Linked DNA regions of Zea mays: regions 1, 2 and 4 are each linked to region 3. The links are chromatin contacts, called in public Hi-C maps. All regions are on one chromosome and are shown on one strand. Each heading gives the region's core, a stretch centred on a gene start, on an enhancer-like site or on the middle of the called end of the contact. The rest is flanking DNA. Distances are from core to core; before and after follow the strand shown. Region 1 holds the start of LOC103631785 (AP2-like ethylene-responsive transcription factor CRL5). Region 2 holds the start of LOC100194365. Region 3 holds the start of LOC100280276. Region 4 holds the start of LOC100277856.

Region 1 (2,700 bases), core at 150-2,649, 130 kb after region 3:
TCGTCGTCGTGGTGGCCGCAGCTGTCGTAGAGGCTGCGGCCACTGCTCTTGTTGCTGCAAGTGATGCTCATGAAGTCCTCGAGCTTGGGCCCTTTGGCTTCTGCTGCGCCGTGCCTCCAATCTGCACAGGAACGGTACAAAGAACGGACATGCTCAATGAAATGATGCCTCCTTTTCGAGAGAGCGCGCGACATGGGCCAAGGCCAACGAGTGCTGTGGAGTGCAGTGCAGTTCAGCGCAGGTGCTGCCTTACGTTCACTGAGACTTCACAAACAGCAGCAAGTTGCCCGGCCGGCCTTCCCTAATGTAAACAACTGGTACTAACTGATCTTTTTTTGTTTTTATTAAAAGTAATGTGAATAATTGAACACAATCCAAGATCATTCCGGAGACCAAAGAAGAGTTTGTCCTTTTGCTTCACTTAGCATGTCGTGACGAAATCGGTTGCCAGTTCCCACTGAATCTTGGTAACTAAGATTTAGTTTTTTTTAACACCAAGCTCTCGAGTGAAGAATACATGTATAGGAGACGCATGATTTCAAGATTCTGGTAGTACTGTTAGCTAGCCGAAGTTCTCGAAACAGAGACATATATATGCCCGACACCGGAGCGGCAACAACCGATGGCCATAGAAGGAGAAACGCGCAGCTCTGTGGTTCCGCGGCTCCGGTGAAGAAGAAGCGGGGGCCGGCGGAGCCCCACCAAACACGCCCCCCATGTTGGCAACAAACAGTGCCAGGAAGAAGAGTGTTGACAAAAGGAAAGGAGTTGTGCTCCACAAACACCAGTACCGCCGCCGCACGGCGTCGATCATAACCCAAAAAAAAGAAGGAAAATAAGCTGCTTCCTCTGTACCCTACAGACATAGTAATAAGCGTGCATGCAGTTTACCTGGAGCAGAGCTATAGTGCAGAGAGTCATCGAGCGGCATGGCCACGAGAGGGAGAGGCGAGGCAGCCGCGGCAGGCGAGGGGCAAGAGCCCTCTCCATCCCCGCACGCGCTCGCGCTCGCTCCGCCGCCTCCGTCGCCGTAGCCGTAGCCGCCCCTGCTCGCTGCCGAAGGAGACAAGGAGAAGCCAAGCCACCCGTTGTTCATGTCCATCTCCTAGCTAGTGGATAGAGCTGAGATCAGAAGAAGACGGAAGGGGTAAGGAATCGACGAGTTCTTTCTTGATCCTGGTGATGATGATCCTTCTCTCCTTTCCAGAGAAAGACTTTCTTTTTGGACACGAGAGAGGCTGTTACTTGCAAGCAAGCGAAGGAGCGAAGCTAAACTGACTAGCTAGATTGGCGCTGGTGCCGGTGCCGGTGCCGGTGCCGGAAGAGGGCCAAAAGAGTCTCCTTTTTGACGTTTATGCGAGCAAGCTATATATGGCTACGGGGGGAGTGCTGTGTAGGTGGCAACGATATGAATGCGAGCTGCAAGCAGCCCAAGAAGCGTTTAGCATACGTAGGTGACGACTCGCTTGACGAGAAGAGCCCATGCAAAACAAAAGGTTTCGGTGTGCAGTGCAACTGTGCAACTATGCATTGCATTGCATGCAACAGATGCGAGCGCCGTGGACCGGCGTTTTCCTTTTTGTCTTGGGGGCCGTGCCACGCAGACGCCATGCCGTGCCGTGCCATCCGTCAGTGGAAACGTCTTGCAGTGTCCAGTGCGGGTGTGGCATGGCATGGCATGCAGCTCACCAGCGGCTCAGCCGGGCCGGGGCCCCTCCTGCCAGCCTCTGGCGGCACGAGGAGCTATTGTGCTAGCTAGCCTGGCTGCGCCCTAGCGTGTGAATGTGTGACGGCTCATCTGTCGTCTCGCTCTATCTTTTTGCCTTGGGCTGGCTCTCTTCTTGTCTGTGTTCGTCGTCGTCGTCGACTACGAGTCTACGACTCTCTCTCTCACGTGCCGGCCCAACTCGATCCACGACAGGTGCCGCATGCATGCGAGGAAATGCGCGCAGATCTTCTCAGGTGATTTCGTGATCCAGAGATCAACAACAACTCTCGATGGACGCTTTTTTGAGCCTCTGTACCCATGCATGTTTCATCTCGGTAACCGATCGAGTGTTGCAGGACAGCCCTCGTTTGTGCGTGACCGAACTTCACTTCTTCCGGTTACTTCTTCTGTACTAGTTTGAACCGCTTTACCTTTTGCAAGATTTTAAAAATAAATAAAGTTGTTGTTTTGTTCACACGTTTGGAACGTAAATGTTAACTTATAACATTAAACCATATGTTTAGTTAACTCATAACATTAAATCATATGTTTTTAAAATATAACCGTAATCAAATACCACACTAGTAGAAACTGATATCATCATATTCAAACTTGCTGCTGCAGTTAATCGAGTGTGAATCATTATCATTTATGTTATATTTCATTAACCAAACAACATCTAATATTGTAGCAGCCGCAATCGCTACTGTTTGGACTACTGCAACTGCAATCCATAAAGACAAAATATTGTAGAAGCCGTATCCGCAACAAAGCCGTAGATGTCACATTGAATGCTTGATAGTAATTACAATAAATATAGTTAGAAAACTAATTACATAATTGAAGACTAAATGTTGATACAAATTTATTAAGACAAATTAGTTTATAATTAGCAAATGTTTATTGTGGCATCGTATAGACGAATTATAGAGTTAGGTCTTCGTTTAAGGGCTCTAAAATTATATGTAGTATAAAGTTCCACATGGCTAGGG
Region 2 (2,700 bases), core at 84-2,583, 190 kb before region 3:
CTGATGGCCAAACTGAATCATCACCGCGCCATTCTCTGCACAAGGATCCAGGAGGGCGTTAGAATTCTAGCTGCATGAAACTAAACCACTACTACTCTCTCCGTTCTTTCCTTCTTTATTTATCGTGTTTTAGTTTATAAATGAGCCAGCGGATGACAAATATTCGATAACGGGTGTAGTAGTAAAAGAAATTGAAAGAAAAAGGACAAACTGCTCGCCGAAAAGAGAGAGAGAGAGAGAGAAACAGATTGAGCAATGTCTTGGGGATTATCCTTACGTACGTCTCATCTCACGGAAATTCTTTACTCTTGTTTTTCAGTTCGTACTGTCCAAACATATATAAACACAGGTCAGTTCCCAGAAATAAACATACGAGATTCGAAACACGTACTGGGTATTAAGGTCTGCAAGCCTTAAGGAGCACAGCTGATGCATGAATACACAACAGAATTTGACCTTCCCACCGTAACTGTATTCATGAAAAAGGAAACTAAGGCAGCAGTAGTAAGCTAGTAGGCCCTCAATTGATCACGCGAGGTGAGATGTGTAACTTGGGCATGCACATGCTCTAAAGGTACTAGTAGTAAGCTAGCTAGCGCTAGCGCTAGCGCTGTATCAGTACCATGCATCAACTCGGTAGCGCCCTCTGAATTCTAAGAATCCTTCATGCAACCAGAGTATATGTGCTGAGGGCCTCAGACATGACTAGTTAGTTCTGCAGATAGGCCTCCCGCTAGCAAAAACAGTGCTGCATCTTAATCTCATCAGTAGGTCACTAGTTCTCCCCTTGAGTTCAAAACGATTACACGGGCAGGAACATAAATAAAGCAACACAAATCCGGCATGCAGTGTGCTGTAACTGTAAGGCCTTAGCAAGGATCACATGCTGGAGCCATTACCCCACCGGCCACCTCCACCCAGAAATGCGCCTACAAATCCCAGCACCGTATCAACTCAAAAGACCAGCCGAGCAACCAAGGAACCAGCCAGATCCACCACAAATCGTCCAGAAGAACCGAGAAACGATCCCTCCCCCACATCCACCCACCCCCAAACAAACGAAAAAAAAACAGGTCGGCTGGTACTGGGAGGTGGGAGCAGAGAGCTCCGGTATCACCGCAGGGAAAGGAAGAGCCGTAGAGCTCAGATCAGAGAGGGTGGAGAGAGGCAAGTCAGCGAGCAGGAAGGAAGACCTGTGAGATGAGGAGGGAGCATGTTCCCCTTCCGGCAGCCCGCCGCCCTTGCTGCTGCCTCTTTCCCACCTTGCTTGCTTCGCTCCTCTGCAAGGTCTCCTCCCTCTCTCTCTCTCTCTGACTCCCTTTCTCTTGCGCTCGCACACAGACAGAGGGCCTTCCAGTATGCAGCAGCCTTTGCTTGGCTTTTCTGTTGAGCTGTTGGGCCCTTTCCTATCTCTCCTCACCCCCGGGCGCCTGCTCACCAACTACTTTATTAGTCTAATGACAATAATGAATAAAGCAGATGGGTGCCGTGTTGTTGCATGCTAAAAGAGGTAAAAGAGCTGCTCCATTCATAAATATATAACAGTATTGACTTTTTTTTTTGAAGATTAACAATATTGACTTTTAAAACAAACTCTCATTCAAAAAATAATGAATTATTATTTTTTTATTTGTTTTATCATTTAAAGTAGTTTGTGCTTGACTTAAAATTTTACATTTTTAATAAAAATTAAGACAAATAGTAAAAAATTTCAAGAAAAAAAATCAATGATGTCATATATTTGTGAACGGATGTAGTACGTACTACTACTGTATATTACACCGGTATATACTCCCTTTATATTAAATTATAATAAGTCATTTTAGTTTTATTATTACATAATTAAACCATTCCACGGATGTAGTACGTACTACTACTGTATATGTACACCGGTATATAGCCCCTTTATCTTAAATTATAATAAGTCATTTTAGTTTTATTACTACATAATTAAACCATTCCAAGTCTAATATAATAAAATTATGTAACAAAATAATAGATTGCACTATTCGCATAGTGTAGTTTGAATATGGGAATAAGGATGGATAAACCACTGGAGATAGTCTTAACTTAGAAATAGTGGCAACGGTTTGCACTATGCTATTTCTGCCTGAGGCTGGGCAATTAGCATCTCGCTATAGATTTGCAAATCGTGAAATCATGTGCGCAAAGCTTCGAGTAAGTTATACTCCCTTGAACACATGCGCGGCAAAGCCACTGATCCGATTCTAGCGTGCGCTGTGCTGTGCTGTGCTACGCTGGAACGGTAACTTACCGTGTGAATCTAGGAACCGGGACTTGTCGTTCCAAATTGCTTTCCTACTCGCCTACTCCATCATCCATCACCAATGAAAGTTGAACTAAACTGACGCAGACCTTTTTTTAAAAGAAAAAAAACAATAATAATGAAAGATACAGGTTGGAAGCTGATAGGAAGACTTGCATTGACAGGGTAAATACAGTGATTCCATGAGACACGGGTAAAAATAAAACCCAACTCGGAGAGACTTTGAATTTTCTGCGCACAACAATAGTAATATTTTAAAAGTAGTCTACTCTCTAGCTCTGCTCCCCTTGCTTGGCCTTGGCGTCGCAGTCCCATCACGTAAGAGCCTGCTGCACTGAAGAGGTGGTCGTTGGTGTCGCCATCCGCCCTTTAAAAAAAACATATGCCTGCCTCTGTAGCTAGCTTTCAGATCA
Region 3 (2,700 bases), core at 191-2,690:
TTTTTTTGGAGTTGCTCTTACAATGAGAAATGCAAGTAAATGTCTATATTTTTTATAGTGTTTAGATAAGAGTCATACGAGGACTGAGATAAACAGCAGAACAATTTTTTGTGGTAGTATGGTCTCAAAAAATTGAAAGACCGTTGTCGTCTCGTCTCAGCTTACTTTGACATCAAATCAAATATATTCTATAATGTTACTGCTTTACTTGTCAGCAACTAAGTCACGGCATGACAATTACCTCAAACCGACTGCTTCCCATTCCGATCCCTCGCGCTTTGCTCTTGCAGCAGGTGCCACAGTGCCAGCCACATTTCCTCACGTCACATCTTCTCTGAACCTCGACGCTTCATTTTTCTCGACTGCTACTGCTACTAGCAGGTAGTTCCTGATTATCTCTGGCTTGGTTAACATGGTAGCATTTAGGTACAGTTTGGTTAACATGGGATTTCAAGCATCCTGATAGAACAAAAATCTCGGAATCTTAGAACCCCATCCAAATATGCTAGGGATTCTAGTGAATTTTGTCATACATTCATATAATTCAACAAAACACTTTAGTTTTCTTATCCAGATTCTTAAAACCCACTGGCGTCTAAACGGTATCTTAACCAAATCGTTAGCTTGACCACTATTGCCGTCCATTCTAATGACCTAGGTCTGCATATTATCAGTGCCTTCTCTCTTTCTTCAGCGTGCTTGACGCCGCTACTACAGCGGCCTAGTTCTCACAGTGGCCGCGGCCCGTGGGCAACATGACGAGTTTATGGATGATCACAATGGCCATCCAATTCAGCCAAACTGGCCTCTTTTGCAGGTTGCAGCCCAAAAGACAGGGTATAAAAATACTCACCCCCTCCTAAAAAACCGTAAAACCGTATATTTATTTACGAAATATATGCAGTACTAATATTTATGGTGTAATAGTGTCATTATTTTTTACGCAATATATATATATATATTTCTGAATCTTGTATTTTTCTGTGTTTTAACTAATTTCTGTGAAATTCATATATCATTTTCGTGACATTCCTACGTTCAAAAGGAGCCCTAATTAGTAGGCTAGTAGTAGAGGAAGCCAGCAACTTTGCCTGCGGTGTTGTTGGGCAGTGGTGAAGCATCCCTGAGCTGGGCAGATCTCTGGCAGTTGCACCGTCGTGATGCTCCGACAGTGCTGCACCCACTGGGACGCAACACAATCAAGCTTGTGGAGCCGGAAACTCACGAGGCACAACACAGGACAACGAGCCGAGCTGCACGACGACGCGGCCGCCGCCGCCGATCGGCCGGCGAGTAGATTGGCATGGAAATGGGCATCCGTTGGTGGCGCCGGCAGCAAGGCCTTTCCCGTGTCCCGTCAAACAGGCACCAAAATTGCTGTGCCAGGGCCACCACCAAACATTGCGGGCACATCCTACTGACAAACCGGTCCCACTAGCTGCTGATGCGCATCCATCCGGCAACTACTCACGCTCAGGTCGCCGTCGCGACTCGCGCCGCCTCTCGGCTCGCTAGCCGCTACGCTATCTACGCCGCCCCGGCACCTCCCATGAGATGAGAGCCGCAGCCGCAGCCACATCCACAGCCGCCGCGCTCCTCGCCCCCGGTCTAAAGCTCTGCGCGGGCGGCGCCCGCGCGCGCGTCTCCTGTCCCTCCCGCTCCCGCCTCCCACTCCACCGCATCGCCGCCATGGCCTCCGCCCCCAACCCCTCCTTCCGCCCGGAGGAGGCACGCTCCCCTCCCGCCCTCGAGCTCCCGACCCCGCCGCTCTCCAAGGTGACGCCCATCCGGTTCGGATTTCTTCGGGCTTGACTTCTGTCGCAGGTCGGGGCTTTCATCTGACCTTGTGCCGAATTTTCTTCTGTGGCCGCAGTTCAAGGTGGCGCTGTGCCAGCTCTCGGTGACGGCGGACAAGAATCGCAACATCGCGCACGCGCGCGCGGCCATCGAGAAGGCGGCCTCCGAGGGCGCTAAGCTCGTCCTTCTCCCAGTGAGTCTCTGATAGAAAGCATTTTATTACCCCATTCTTCCAAGCGGAACGGTATTTTGGTTGGTAGTGATCGCACTGTTGTTTAACGATTCTCCATAGGTGCGTCCCTTGTTAACACTGTTAGGTATGTATGTTCATCGGTCATTGTATACAAGATTTAAGCCTTCACTCATTATTAAGGGGGTGTTTGGTTAGAGGGACTAAAGATTAGTCTCTAGTTTTTAGTTCCGTTTAGTCCTTTTTTTTTGCCAAACACTAGGACTAAAATATGGACTAAAATGATTTAGTCTTTAGTCCTTCACATATGTGCTAAAAGGGACTAAACCATATTAATTCCACAATTATCCCTCGTTTAGTTCAATTATACTAATAGCATGAAAATATTAAAGGCCATTTTAGTCTTCTTATGAGTCATTTAGTATATTCTTACTATTTTTAGCCCCTAGAACCAAACATGTTAGGGACTAAACTTTAGTCCCCTAACTAAACTTTAGTCCCTAGACTAAAGAAACCAAACATGGCCTAAGTGCTACTGTCGTCCTCTGGCAGAGGGGGTGCATTATTGGGCGTGGGGCAATGTTCACTGTGCTATTACCTGAAATGCTACATAACCAAGCTAGTTATTCCTGTGGTTAGGTTATTGGTGACACAAAGATCACAAACCTTTTATTTAGTTTGAAGCCTAAAACTCATTGTGGAAATGACGGTAA
Region 4 (2,700 bases), core at 182-2,681, 210 kb before region 3:
ATTGCGTGGGGACCGGGAAACGGTCGCCGTCTGACCAACTGATCTCTTCTGGTGCCAAGCCAACGGCGCTAGCCGCTAGGCACGCTGGACGCACCGCTAAGCGATGGTTACGGAAAGCACTTTAAGAATTATGCTACTGTAGTCATCGTCGGCGAAAGGTCGCCATCACAGCATCACTCGCATTGCTACTATAGAACTGGAGCTGTAATGTAACCAAATCATTCGCTGCCCCCGCCCGCCCCGCGCGTCGTCTTCTTCCTCGACTATGCTTGCTGCCTGTGTTTTCGCGAGGAGCGATCGAGCTTCGCAAGGACGTCGCGTCGCGTCGCGTCGGTCGCTCTGTGCCATTTAATGTAACCAAATCTTTTGCTTTGTCGGTTTGGTGTCATAGAAACCGCACAGAAGAACTTTCAAGCACGGAGGTTGGGTGCCTGGCCCAAACAAACAGAGGGGAACAGGAGTTCCGTTTCCATCCCAACTTGTCGATCGTGACTTGGAGGGAAGCATTGGATCGGAAAGGAAGACGATGAATTTAAACCGCAAATCCTCAACTTAAACTGAAGAATCATTGCCAAGTTACAGACAAGGGAATATTCACAAATCACATGGAAATTCCTAGGGGGAGGGGGAGTCGTCCCTCACATCCCATAACCCCAGGCAAGCAAGCACACTAGATTTACTCAGCATCTCTTGCAAAATCTCCCTTTTTGGACAGATTTATTAACCTTTCCTCACTCTACATGCTACACCCAATCCTCAAAAAAAAAACAGAAAAGAAAGAGAGAGCACAAAAAGGGAGAAACGAAGCAGGAAAGATCTCGAAACTGACCGCCGCTAGTCCTGCTCCTGCATGTAGATTGCTGTGCTGCGCTAGAAACCACTTCCTCGCTAGTAATACAAAAAGGACATAGAAACCAGGGAGAGCACAAGGTCACCGAACGTGCGTGTCCGTGTAGTATACTGTATATACTCCTGTAGGCAGGAGGAACCGGCGCCGGCGATGGGGTGCCGGCCTGCCTAGCGGAGGGCGCGCGCTAGGCCGGCGAGGACGCGGGAGAAGCCGAGGCGGAAGCGGGCGACGGCGCCGTGGGAGTAGGGCCCGCAGTCGCGGCAGACGGCCTCCATGGCCTCCACGAAGAGGCTGAGGCTGCGCACCGGCGGCACGTACAGCGTCAGCGGGGCCGCCGAGAAGGCCAGCGCCATCAGCAGCTGCAGCATCTTGGACGAGAACGCACGCCTCCTGGTTCTTCCTCCCCTTCCCCTTCGCCCCCGCGACGAGAGCCAACCCAATCAGATCCAGGCGGCTCGGTCTTGGCCTCTTGGGCGTATGGCGTGGGATACGGGAGTGTTATGAGGCAGTGAGATGGGATGGGAGGGACAGACACCGTGATGCGGCGAGGGAAAGGCGAGCGTCTGATGGCGGGGCGTGCCGCGAGCGGTTTGGTGCTGATGGGTATTCCCATGTCTTAAATAGGCAGATATAGAGATCTATCTTTAAATACATGCTTATAAAAAACAACTCCAACATTATTACATTTTACATTTTTTGTAAAAAAACATAAGACACACCATGACTAAAATATACACATCAGATTAGTGTTCAATAACATTTTTTATAATAATATAGTTTACTTTCTAAAAAAATACGATTTAAGGCTTAATTGTTGGAGCTCAATTTGGTTCCCCTAAACATATAAAATGATGTAGTATTTTAATTTTTCGAGCGCTGTTTTAAGACACTTTATTAGAGATGCTCTAAGAGCTTGTTTGGATCCATCTGACGAATAATTTGTCGGCTCGTTTTCCCATATTAGGTTTTAAATAGACTGGCTAATAAATTGGCTAATTGTGTCGGCAAATTATTTGTTCATTGGCAATTTGATATTGCTAATAGGTGCTAATATAGGTGTATATTTGGGCCGGGTCTGATGGGCTGGCCCGAAGTACGAAAAAAAAGCACGGCCCAGCCACGGCACGATCCGAAATATTTTAGTGTCGGGCCGGCACGACCCGATATATCGGGCCGGATTTGGGCCGAGGACGCGGCCCATAGGCGGGCACGAGCACGACCCGTTTAAGGCAGACACGAAATGACCCATATAGAGGCACAAAAGGCCCATATATTTATTAAAATCACACTTCATTCCACATTTTCATGTACTTGATAAAGAACATCAAACTAGAGATAATGTTAGTTAGATGTTTTTTGTAGCTTTGAATTAGAGTATGTGATGTAATTTTATTTTTGTTATGAACATTATATAATGAACTGAACTTATGAACTTTATATAGAGCTGATTATACTCTATTTCTTTCTAACAAAATGATTTGTAAACGAGGTAGTCATTGCGTAGCTCCGGTAACTTAATACAAATATTAAATTTGCTTTTGGTCAAATTTATTTGTCTTATCTTTTATTTGTTTTATTAACTCTGATGTGAATTTCGGGCTCTGATGTAAATTTCGGGCACTGATGCGAATTTCGGGCCAAAAATTGAATTTCGGACCCTAATGTGAATTTCGAGCTTTTATAATTTTGGGCCGCCCGAAATGAGCCCGGCACGTTTAAGCAATTACGAGCCGGGCCGTGGGCCGGTCCGGCACGGCCTGAAATTCAAACGGACCGGGTCGGCCCGAAATTCAAACAATACGGGTCTTTTTGGGCTTGGACCAGGCCGGACCGGGCAGGCCGAGTGTACA

The links. Hi-C and Micro-C count contacts between places; a contact is called where the count stands out from the background.
Region 1: a Hi-C map of ear shows a contact between it and region 3, with 2.8 times the contacts expected there. The contact joins the promoter of LOC103631785 here to the promoter of LOC100280276 in region 3. A contact is called at or near these places in 3 of 25 Hi-C or Micro-C datasets (ear, endosperm and leaf).
Region 2: a contact with region 3 is called in a Hi-C map of leaf, with 8 times the contacts expected there. The contact joins the promoter of LOC100194365 here to the promoter of LOC100280276 in region 3. A contact is called at or near these places in 11 of 25 Hi-C or Micro-C datasets (bundle sheath, ear, endosperm and 4 more) and 1 of 3 datasets of contacts at active chromatin or transcription factors (leaf).
Region 4: a Hi-C map of ear shows a contact between it and region 3, with 3 times the contacts expected there. The contact joins the promoter of LOC100277856 here to the promoter of LOC100280276 in region 3. A contact is called at or near these places in 6 of 25 Hi-C or Micro-C datasets (bundle sheath, ear, endosperm and 2 more) and 1 of 3 datasets of contacts at active chromatin or transcription factors (seedling).

The regions. Positions count from the first base shown.
Region 1 is chr1:16,254,220-16,256,919 of Zm-B73-REFERENCE-NAM-5.0, forward strand. It overlaps LOC103631785 (AP2-like ethylene-responsive transcription factor CRL5), which reads right to left and starts at 1,400. Exons shown (of 8, transcript XM_008653284.2): 1 at 892-1,400; 2 at 1-121. The coding sequence starts at 1,102.
Region 2 is chr1:15,935,506-15,938,205 of Zm-B73-REFERENCE-NAM-5.0, forward strand. It overlaps LOC100194365, which reads right to left and starts at 1,334. Exons shown (of 6, transcript NM_001359480.1): 1 at 1,194-1,334; 2 at 1-35. The coding sequence starts at 1,215.
Region 3 is chr1:16,121,155-16,123,854 of Zm-B73-REFERENCE-NAM-5.0, forward strand. LOC100280276 reads left to right here and starts at 1,441. Exons shown (of 10, transcript NM_001153204.1): 1 at 1,441-1,776; 2 at 1,874-1,990. The coding sequence starts at 1,555.
Region 4 is chr1:15,912,819-15,915,518 of Zm-B73-REFERENCE-NAM-5.0, forward strand. LOC100277856 reads right to left here and starts at 1,432. Exons shown (of 1, transcript NM_001364263.1): 1 at 553-1,432. The coding sequence starts at 1,218. The coding sequence ends at 1,018.